Linked DNA regions of Ovis aries: region 1 is linked to region 2. The links are chromatin contacts, called in public Hi-C maps. All regions are on one chromosome and are shown on one strand. The core of a region is the stretch at or near the end of the contact, and the rest is flanking DNA. Distances in the headings are between cores, read along the strand shown. Region 1 holds the start of SLC25A28 (solute carrier family 25 member 28). Region 2 holds the start of GOT1 (glutamic-oxaloacetic transaminase 1).

The links. Hi-C and Micro-C count contacts between places; a contact is called where the count stands out from the background.
Region 1: a contact with region 2 is called in a Hi-C map of tail adipose tissue, with 2.2 times the contacts expected there. The contact joins the promoter of SLC25A28 here to the promoter of GOT1 in region 2. A contact is called at or near these places in 3 of 16 Hi-C or Micro-C datasets (muscle and tail adipose tissue).

The regions. Positions count from the first base shown.
Region 1 is chr22:20,402,963-20,406,898 of ARS-UI_Ramb_v3.0, reverse strand. SLC25A28 (solute carrier family 25 member 28) reads left to right here and starts at 1,551. Exons shown (of 4, transcript XM_012103183.4): 1 at 1,551-1,933. The coding sequence starts at 1,643.
Region 2 is chr22:20,239,442-20,243,381 of ARS-UI_Ramb_v3.0, reverse strand. It overlaps GOT1 (glutamic-oxaloacetic transaminase 1), which reads left to right and starts at 2,029. Exons shown (of 9, transcript XM_004020100.5): 1 at 2,029-2,204. The coding sequence starts at 2,087. It overlaps LOC132658410 (a long non-coding RNA gene), which reads right to left and starts at 1,682. Exons shown (of 2, transcript XR_009598038.1): 1 at 1,510-1,682.

The DNA of each region.
Region 1 (3,936 bases), core at 302-2,801, 160 kb before region 2:
TTGTAGTTTCATTATTTTTCAAAAGGTCAAGACCCAAACGGTAAACAGCTATTGCTGAATAGGAAGAAAATAAGTGAGTTTGTTAATTAAAAAATGAAAAACTCGGAGGCCCAGAAAAGGGCTAAGCTTTAAAGAGAAAAAGAAAAACTGCTTATCTAAGCAAAAGCTAGAAACAGATTTTTTTTTTTAAGTTCACAATTACATCATCATTTTAGTAAACGTGGGAGTAGAGACCTATCTGGAAACGCTGGAGAAACTTGTGCAAACACGATCCAGTGAAGGGTTACTGAAGCCGGGCAGACGGAGTTCGGAAAGCCTGTGTTCATCAACCCAGCCTGAAGCCATAGCAAAGCACCACCTGTGTATCCTCACGGCCCAGGTGATGCTCAAGGCTGGGGGCTGCTGACATTGTTCTTTAACCATAAGCGTCCCTCTGAGACTCCAGCCCACCTGTCTGCGAGGGAGAGCCGTCTTAAAACAAAGGAATCGTCACCGGGAAGGGGCTCATCAGTGAGTCAGTTTAGGGACAAGCTTCCCCTATTTGACGCACTTTCCTGCTGTGTTTGGGCAGCAGCTGCCTCCTGCCCAGCCTCCCCAGCTGTCATTGTCTCTGAATCTTCCCGCCCCGACGTCGACAGCTCTCTTCCCGGCCTCAGTTCTCGGCTAGACTCAGGGTATAACGTCAGCAGGTCTCCCAACTCATTCACTCAAGAACTGGGGGGTTTACTGGGTGACTCTGGGGCCTGAGGAGCACCGAGCCCTCAGGAGTGTGCCCGCACATGGCCCACAGGGAACAACACTCCCGACCTGACAAGAGTTTAACCGGCCGCTGCCTGCATGTCGCAACAGCTTTCGTGACAGACCGGTGGGCCACGCCAGGGGATGCCAAGCCCAGGCCGGCTCCGCCCCACGTCAGCCCGACATCCCGCGGGAATAGAGCTCTCGCGCCAGGGCCACCAGTCCGCACGCAACCTGCGAGTCTAGGGATTCGGGGCAGGCGCTTGAGCGCGGATCTTAACGGCACCAGTCAGCGGTTTGACCTTGAAGGCCGAGTACCGCCCTCCCCCCCTCCCCCTCCCTACCCCCCCAAAGCGATGTAGCCTTCAGCGCACACAGCTCCACCGGCGCCAGTCTGGGGCCCAAATTCCGCCTCGATAGCCCCTGGGCGCTTCACCCTCTTCCTGTAGCCAATCAGATCCCGACGTGATGCTAGCCAATGGCCGGGGTCAAAGCATCAAGGGTGGTTGAGCCTATCAAAGTTCAGCCTTAAGTTTCTCCCGCCCTCCAGAAAAGTCGGAGGGCGGGTTGATCTTACATGCTGGCCAATCAAATGGCCAATAAACAAGAAGCTTCCAAGATCAAAGGGGAAGGGGTGGGATCTAAGCGGTAGCAACGCCGCGGGGCGAAGAAATGACAGGCAAGTTCACTAATACCACAGACATATTTTTTTACGTAAACTAAGAGGCGGAGCTAACTTGGCGGCTGCACCAATGGCTGACTGAGGGGCGTGTCCTCGGGGCCAAGCGGGAGCCGGAGGCCCCCGGCTCTCTGGGCCGCGCCTGAGGCAGACGCGACGGGGTTGGGGGGCGGCGGCGGCAGTGGCGGCGGTGGCGAGGGTGGGCGCCGCAGCTGGCCCGGGTGGATGGAGTTGGAGGGGCGGGGTGCTGGCGGTGTGGCGGGGGGGCCGGCGGCTGGGCCGGGGCGGAGCCCCGGGGAGTCGGCGCTGCTGGACGGGTGGCTGCAGCGGGGCGTGGGCCGGGGGGCCAGCGGCGGGGAGGCCGGGGCCTGCAGGCCCCCTGTACGACAGGATCCGGACTCCGGCCCGGACTACGAGGCGCTGCCGGCTGGAACCACTGTCACCACGCACATGGTGGCGGGCGCCGTGGCAGGGATCCTGGAGCACTGCGTGATGTACCCCGTCGACTGCGTCAAGGTGAGACCTGGACCTGCTCCGAACCCGACCTGGGGCTGACCCGACCCCCTGGGTCATGCCTGGAGCCAGGATCCCAGCCGAGAGCCGGAGCCGACAGGGTTTCCTTTCTGGCTCCTACCACCACCCCACTATTCGACCGATACTCCGTGCAAGCAAGGTCCCAGCCGGGAATTGATCCCAGTCAGGAATCGGGACCCATTTCTAACCGTCAGTGAGATCTGAATCCGGACTCTGGGAAGGAAATCTGTCAGCCAAAACCCTGGATCCCATCTGGGACTAAACAGGAATAGGGTGGGATGGGAAAGGAACAGGTAAGTGCTACTAACTTCATTAAGGTAACGCTTATTGAAGACCCAGAACAGGATCTTAAAAGTTAGAGATGTTCCGATTGCTTTTACAAACTAATCTTGTGTGTTTACAAGTGACAGGGCAGGAACCAGAGTCTGGGATATCTCAGCTAGATGAAAGATTTACTTATTAAATCTTAATCAATGAGTGAGTGGAAATCTTTGTACAGTCAGAATTCAGAGTTCCTGACTGGAAATAGTATGAGAAAGACCAGGAAAAAGTTTCGGTTTCTCAGTGCAGCAGGCCTGATACCCCACCTATTTCCTGAACATGAAAATTTAGCTGGGATTGGGGTTGTGTGTGTGCAGGGAGCACATCACCCCTCCTAGGAGGGATGGACCTCATAGTGTATATCTTTAGCCACTTGAAGTTGACAAAAAGGGAAAAGTTGCCTATAAGGGAGGCATGACAGTATTGGAAAATAGATGTTAGTGTGAAGAAAGTAGATGTTAGTGTAAAGAAAATGAAACGGGACCAACCTGAGGGCATGATTCCTGGGAAAGTGAAAGTAATTTCATCCACACCAAGCAGGCTCTTGAGTGGGTACAAGACTAGGTAGTGACTAGGTGTTTCTGAAGAAAGCTGGGTAACGAGGGGGAATGCATTGTTCTTTACAGTTCTTATTCTTGTGCATTGGCAAAGGAGCCACCACTAAATAAGCTGAGTGAGAAGTAAACTCAAGGGGACTGTTGAAATAAATATACTGACAGAGACTGGTTCTTCCTTTACATGTTAAGAGTAAGAGTCGAAAAATATTCTCACAGCTCTTGGATGTATGTCTTCTTCTCAAACTAGGGAAAGGTTACATGTTCAGGAGGAGAGTATTAACTTGGGAGGAATAGAAATAAATAGTAAAATCCATGAGAGAGGAGTAAGAGGATGGCTAGTGCTCTAACAACATTGAAATGTCGGATAAGTACAAATTAAAAAGATTCCTCAGACATTTATATAGAATCTAGATTGAATGACTATGAGTTGTTGACGCTGTGTATCCAAAAGTTAACATCTAACTGCAAAGTAAACCTCACTATACTTGAACTGTGAGTAGAGTCTCAGAGTAGATAGTCTAGGGTGCTGTCTTTCAGGATGGGTAGCAAATGAAAACTGGATCAAGGAGAGTAATGGCTTGAAAAATGCAATGTAATAATGTGACTGACTTAGAAATATTACCACAGTGACTGACTTAGAAGTATTACCACAGCTTTTCAATTTAAGTGTTGTCCCACTACCTTGGGCAGCTATCTCCTTACTCCATATATTTATATAAATACTGTTTTTGTTGTAAACAATCTGTAACTTCCTCTGTTAGAAATGCTTCTAGAAGAGGGGTCCCTAACTTCCAGGCCATGGACTGGTGCTGATCTGTTGGATCAGCGGCGGCATTAGATTAGAAATAAAGTACGCAATAAATGGAATGTGCTCATATCATCCAAAACACCCTTCCTCTGTGCCGTCTGTGAAAAAAAAAACAAAAAACTGCCTTCCATGAAACTGGTCCCTGGTGCCAAAAAGGTTGGGGACTGCTGCTCTAGAATACTTGGCTGCATATCCTTAAATGGGGCAAGTCTTTGTCCTCTGACAAGATGGAGTTGCTGTTTTAGTCATTGAAGCCATTCAGAATCAAATGTGGTAGTTCAGGTGGGAGAACAAAATGG
Region 2 (3,940 bases), core at 780-3,279:
GTTTACTTCAATACACGGAGTTTAGTTAGAGGGGCAGCTTGCAGGGCTCAAGAGAGGAGTACTGAACTTAATCAAAAAAACTTGAGACTTGGATCCCACATAATACATAATCTCCTCCCCTAACACCCAGTAACTGTCCTTTTCTAAAACTCAGAACAGATATTATGAAGACATGAAGAAAAACTGCTTAAGGTACTTTACCCTCATCAGCACTGATTTGGTTATGGGGTTGTTTAGGTTGCCAATCAATATTTATTTGGACTTAGCTAAGCTGATAATGTTGAGGTAACCTAGGGTTGTTTTTCCCCCCAGTGAATGACGTAAATAGTGACCATGATATTTTTGGCCAGTGCTGTGAAGACCATACTTTTAAATCAAACTTTGGGAAGGCTGGGCTATAGAACATCCCACTCAGCAGTTGCCCTTTGCCTCTGCTTAGGGAAGCACGTAAAGTTCATTGTCATTTCACCTTCAGTGTTGAACTTGCAATCTTAAAGGAAAGCGCTGTCAATGAAACACTGTGGACCTTTAAAACTAGAGGTTAAATTTCTGAAAAGAAGCAAATGATACAAAGGTTGGCAGCTGTTGCACAAAGGTCTTCTGGCTTTGTTACTTTGAATGAAAGAGTCATTTTGAGATTTGTCATATTATCCAATGAAGCGAGGCTGAAGAATTGTGTTTTTTTCTGAAAAACCAAAAGAACAGGTTCTCCCACCATTTATTGAATACTTACTAAGTGCAAGAAATTAAGGGAGACTAATACTAAGATCTCTAGCCAAGGGTGTGCAGATGTGCAATGATGACAATAGCCAACATTTAGTGAGTGCTTACTATGTGCAACTAAACACTTGATATTTATTAACTCATATAATCCCCACAACAACTCTTACGGAAAGTACTATTGTCTCCATTTACTGAGAGGTTAAATAACTTGCCTAGACTTGCCCGAGTTGGTAAGTGGTAGGGCTAGACTCTAAACCTAAGTAGTCTGCCTCCAGAGCTGGGTTCTTAACTGGGCTTTTTCTAAAATATTACCAACAAGATACAGAAGCATAGGCAAGAGAGATGGATTTTAAGCGGAGTGAGGGTTAAAGTAAAGCTTTATGGAAGAGGCATTTGCTCTGGATCTTGAAGGTCAACAGGTGAAGAGAGGGGCTGGGGAGGAAAGAACAGCCTGACTAAAAGAAGACAGTTTGAGTCCGGGCCAGCTGACGACAGCAAGATGTGGTTGAGTGCCCGCGTGGGAGAAAAGCTGGAGGGGGAGGCCGCGCCCGGATCCGGAAGGTCCTTGAGGACCAAGCTCTCAGTAAGGCAAGGGGAGCAAAAATCTCAAACTGTAAGGGTGGCAGAAAGGAATTCCTGGACACTTCTCCTTTTAGTAGGATGGCCCCCTGTCTGAAACCAAGGCAGGAGGCCCACTAATATTTCTCTCTGGGGAAAACAGCCGATCGAGATGGTCAAGGTCGTCCACGAGGGCTCCAGAACTGCACGTCCTGGCCGAGGACTCACGTCCCGTGCGCAGAGGCCGGATTTAGCTGCCAGCCGAGCCGGGCCAGGCTGGGTCAGGAATGTGCGTACTCCCGGGCCTGGCAACGAGAACACCAGCTTCGCGGGTACCGGAAGGCCAGTCCTTCAGAATTCCCGTCAGCTACCTCTCTCTGGCCTCTTGGCCCTTGAAGGTCGAGGAGGCCGCCTCCTCGCTACGCAGCTTGGCTCCTCCCCTCAGCCCCGGGAGGGCCAAGGAACAACGGCCTCAGCGATAGGAGCATGCTCTGCCAATCAATCCTATCCCCGCCCCCTCCCAGCCGGCGTACGTTGCATTGGTTGCATCATTACCGGCCTCCAATAAGAGTCTTTTCTTTGATTGGCTAATAGCATCCCCGCCCTCCTGTCCTTTTTGAGTCAGAAGCTCGCGATTGGTTAATCGCGTTGCCAAGCTCCGGACGCGGCTCGACCATTGGAGGCCGCGGGCCCGCCCCCGCCGGCTAGGTGAAGGTGAGAGTCTCCTCCAGTCGCCGGGGTTGGACCAGACCGAGAGGCTCCAGGCGCTGGGTGGAAGCTTTCAGTCGACTCCTGCTTTCTAGCTATGGCGCCTCCATCAATCTTTGCCGAGGTTCCTCAGGCCCAGCCGGTCCTTGTCTTTAAGCTAACTGCTGACTTCCGGGAGGATCCAGACCCCCGCAAGGTCAATCTGGGTGTGGGAGGTAAGGATGCAGTGCCTAAGAGTGTGAGCAGCGTGGGAGTGGAGCGGGCTGTGGGAGACCGTAGGAGATGCTGAGGTCTAGCTTGGAGACGAGGCAAGATCCCCGAGGCTTAGTTCAACCTGCCCCTTGTATATGGAGTCCCTGGAAAAGGGAGATGTATCTGTTTACACACAGAATAGGTGTAGCAGTCAAGACACAAACTCATGTTTTCTGATTCTGCATTGTGTGTTCATTGTGTATTACACTGCATTCTTTCGCCTCTTAAGAAATGGGGCAGTCAGGGATTGAAAGGAGAAGGAGAAAAATAAGAAGCCTGATAGGCTTGGAGTCCTGGCTACTGGGGGATGGATAAAGGAGACCTCTTAGCCCTACAGAGCTCTGTATCAGTCGGGTACTTTATCAAGCTTCAGGAAAGACTGAAGCTTGGTTTTAGCCCCAAGGAGATTAAAATCAGCAGGTGTTAAGTGAAATAATAAAGATCTAAAATGCTTCTGAGACAGGATAATGCTCCCTTGGGATCTGGGAAGAATGTTTTGGCTGTGGTGGAAATGGGTAGAGATGGTGGAAAAGAGAGGAAAGAACGTGGACAGTAGAAGCTTCTTTCCACACATCCTTATCATAATTTCTTGCATGTATTTCTTGGACCTTGGACAGCTGAGAGCACTGGGTTCTTTTTTATTACTACGAAGAAAAAGATCTGGACTGGAGTGCCTCTGAAGTTCCTTTAACTCTTAATCTTCTCTGAATTTGTTATTTCTATCAACGTTGTTGGGATGTTTGCAGCCGCACCAACACTTACCCAAGGACATACAAAGCAAGCCAAGGAAGAGAGCACGAGTAGGATCATGTTCTGTGCTAGGGAACAGACAGAATAGAAGGACTAGAAATTTCAGAAAGAGAAAAATTGAAGTGTTTTGTAGAAGAGAAGCAGTGGCAAGAAGGAGGTTCAGAATCAGGTGTCCCACAGTAATGTCTGTTCATAGGATCTGGTAAAGTTTTCACCAAGGAGTATGGGGGAGGGATGAGGAAAAAACAGGTAAGGGGTACATGGTAATGAAGCAGCAAGTAATGAAGCTGGGTAATGGGCATCCATTATATTATTCTCACAACTTTTGTATATGTTTGAAATTTTCCACAATAAAGCATAAAAAGCCAGTTGTACATAGTTTCACTCACAGAGGGAAAGTGATGCTTTTAGCAGGCAGCAAAGTGGGGGTGATATTGAAAGACCTTGAATTGAATTGGAATGAGCACTTTTCAAGCTCTTAATTTAAAACCAATCCAGAACCTCCAAGTATTTCTTCAGAGCTGGGTATAACATGATGAACTAGTATTGATGTTAATCTAAATACATCTCTTTAAAACCTCAGATTTTATTTGCTCAGTTACCTTTGAACTATCCTACAGCCTTTTGGTGAGGATTAAATGCATTTAAAATGCTTAGAACAGTGTCTGGCACCTAAGTAGGAGTTATATAAGTACGAGCTATTACTGTGGTTGTTTTGGCATTTCTTTGTGTGGGTCGCATAAAAGATGTTGAGTAAAAATTTTTAGCTCAAGAACTGGAAAATGAAATAACCTTGGTTCAGAAATAAATGCAGAAATTAACCCTGCCAGCTAAGGCTGGAAGTGATTGACTCAGAAGCGCTTTCTGCGGCCCAGATGGGGGTCACTTTAACTGTGAAAATGTCTTTGTCATGTGAGAACTAAGGAATTCTTTCTCTTTATTACAAGCA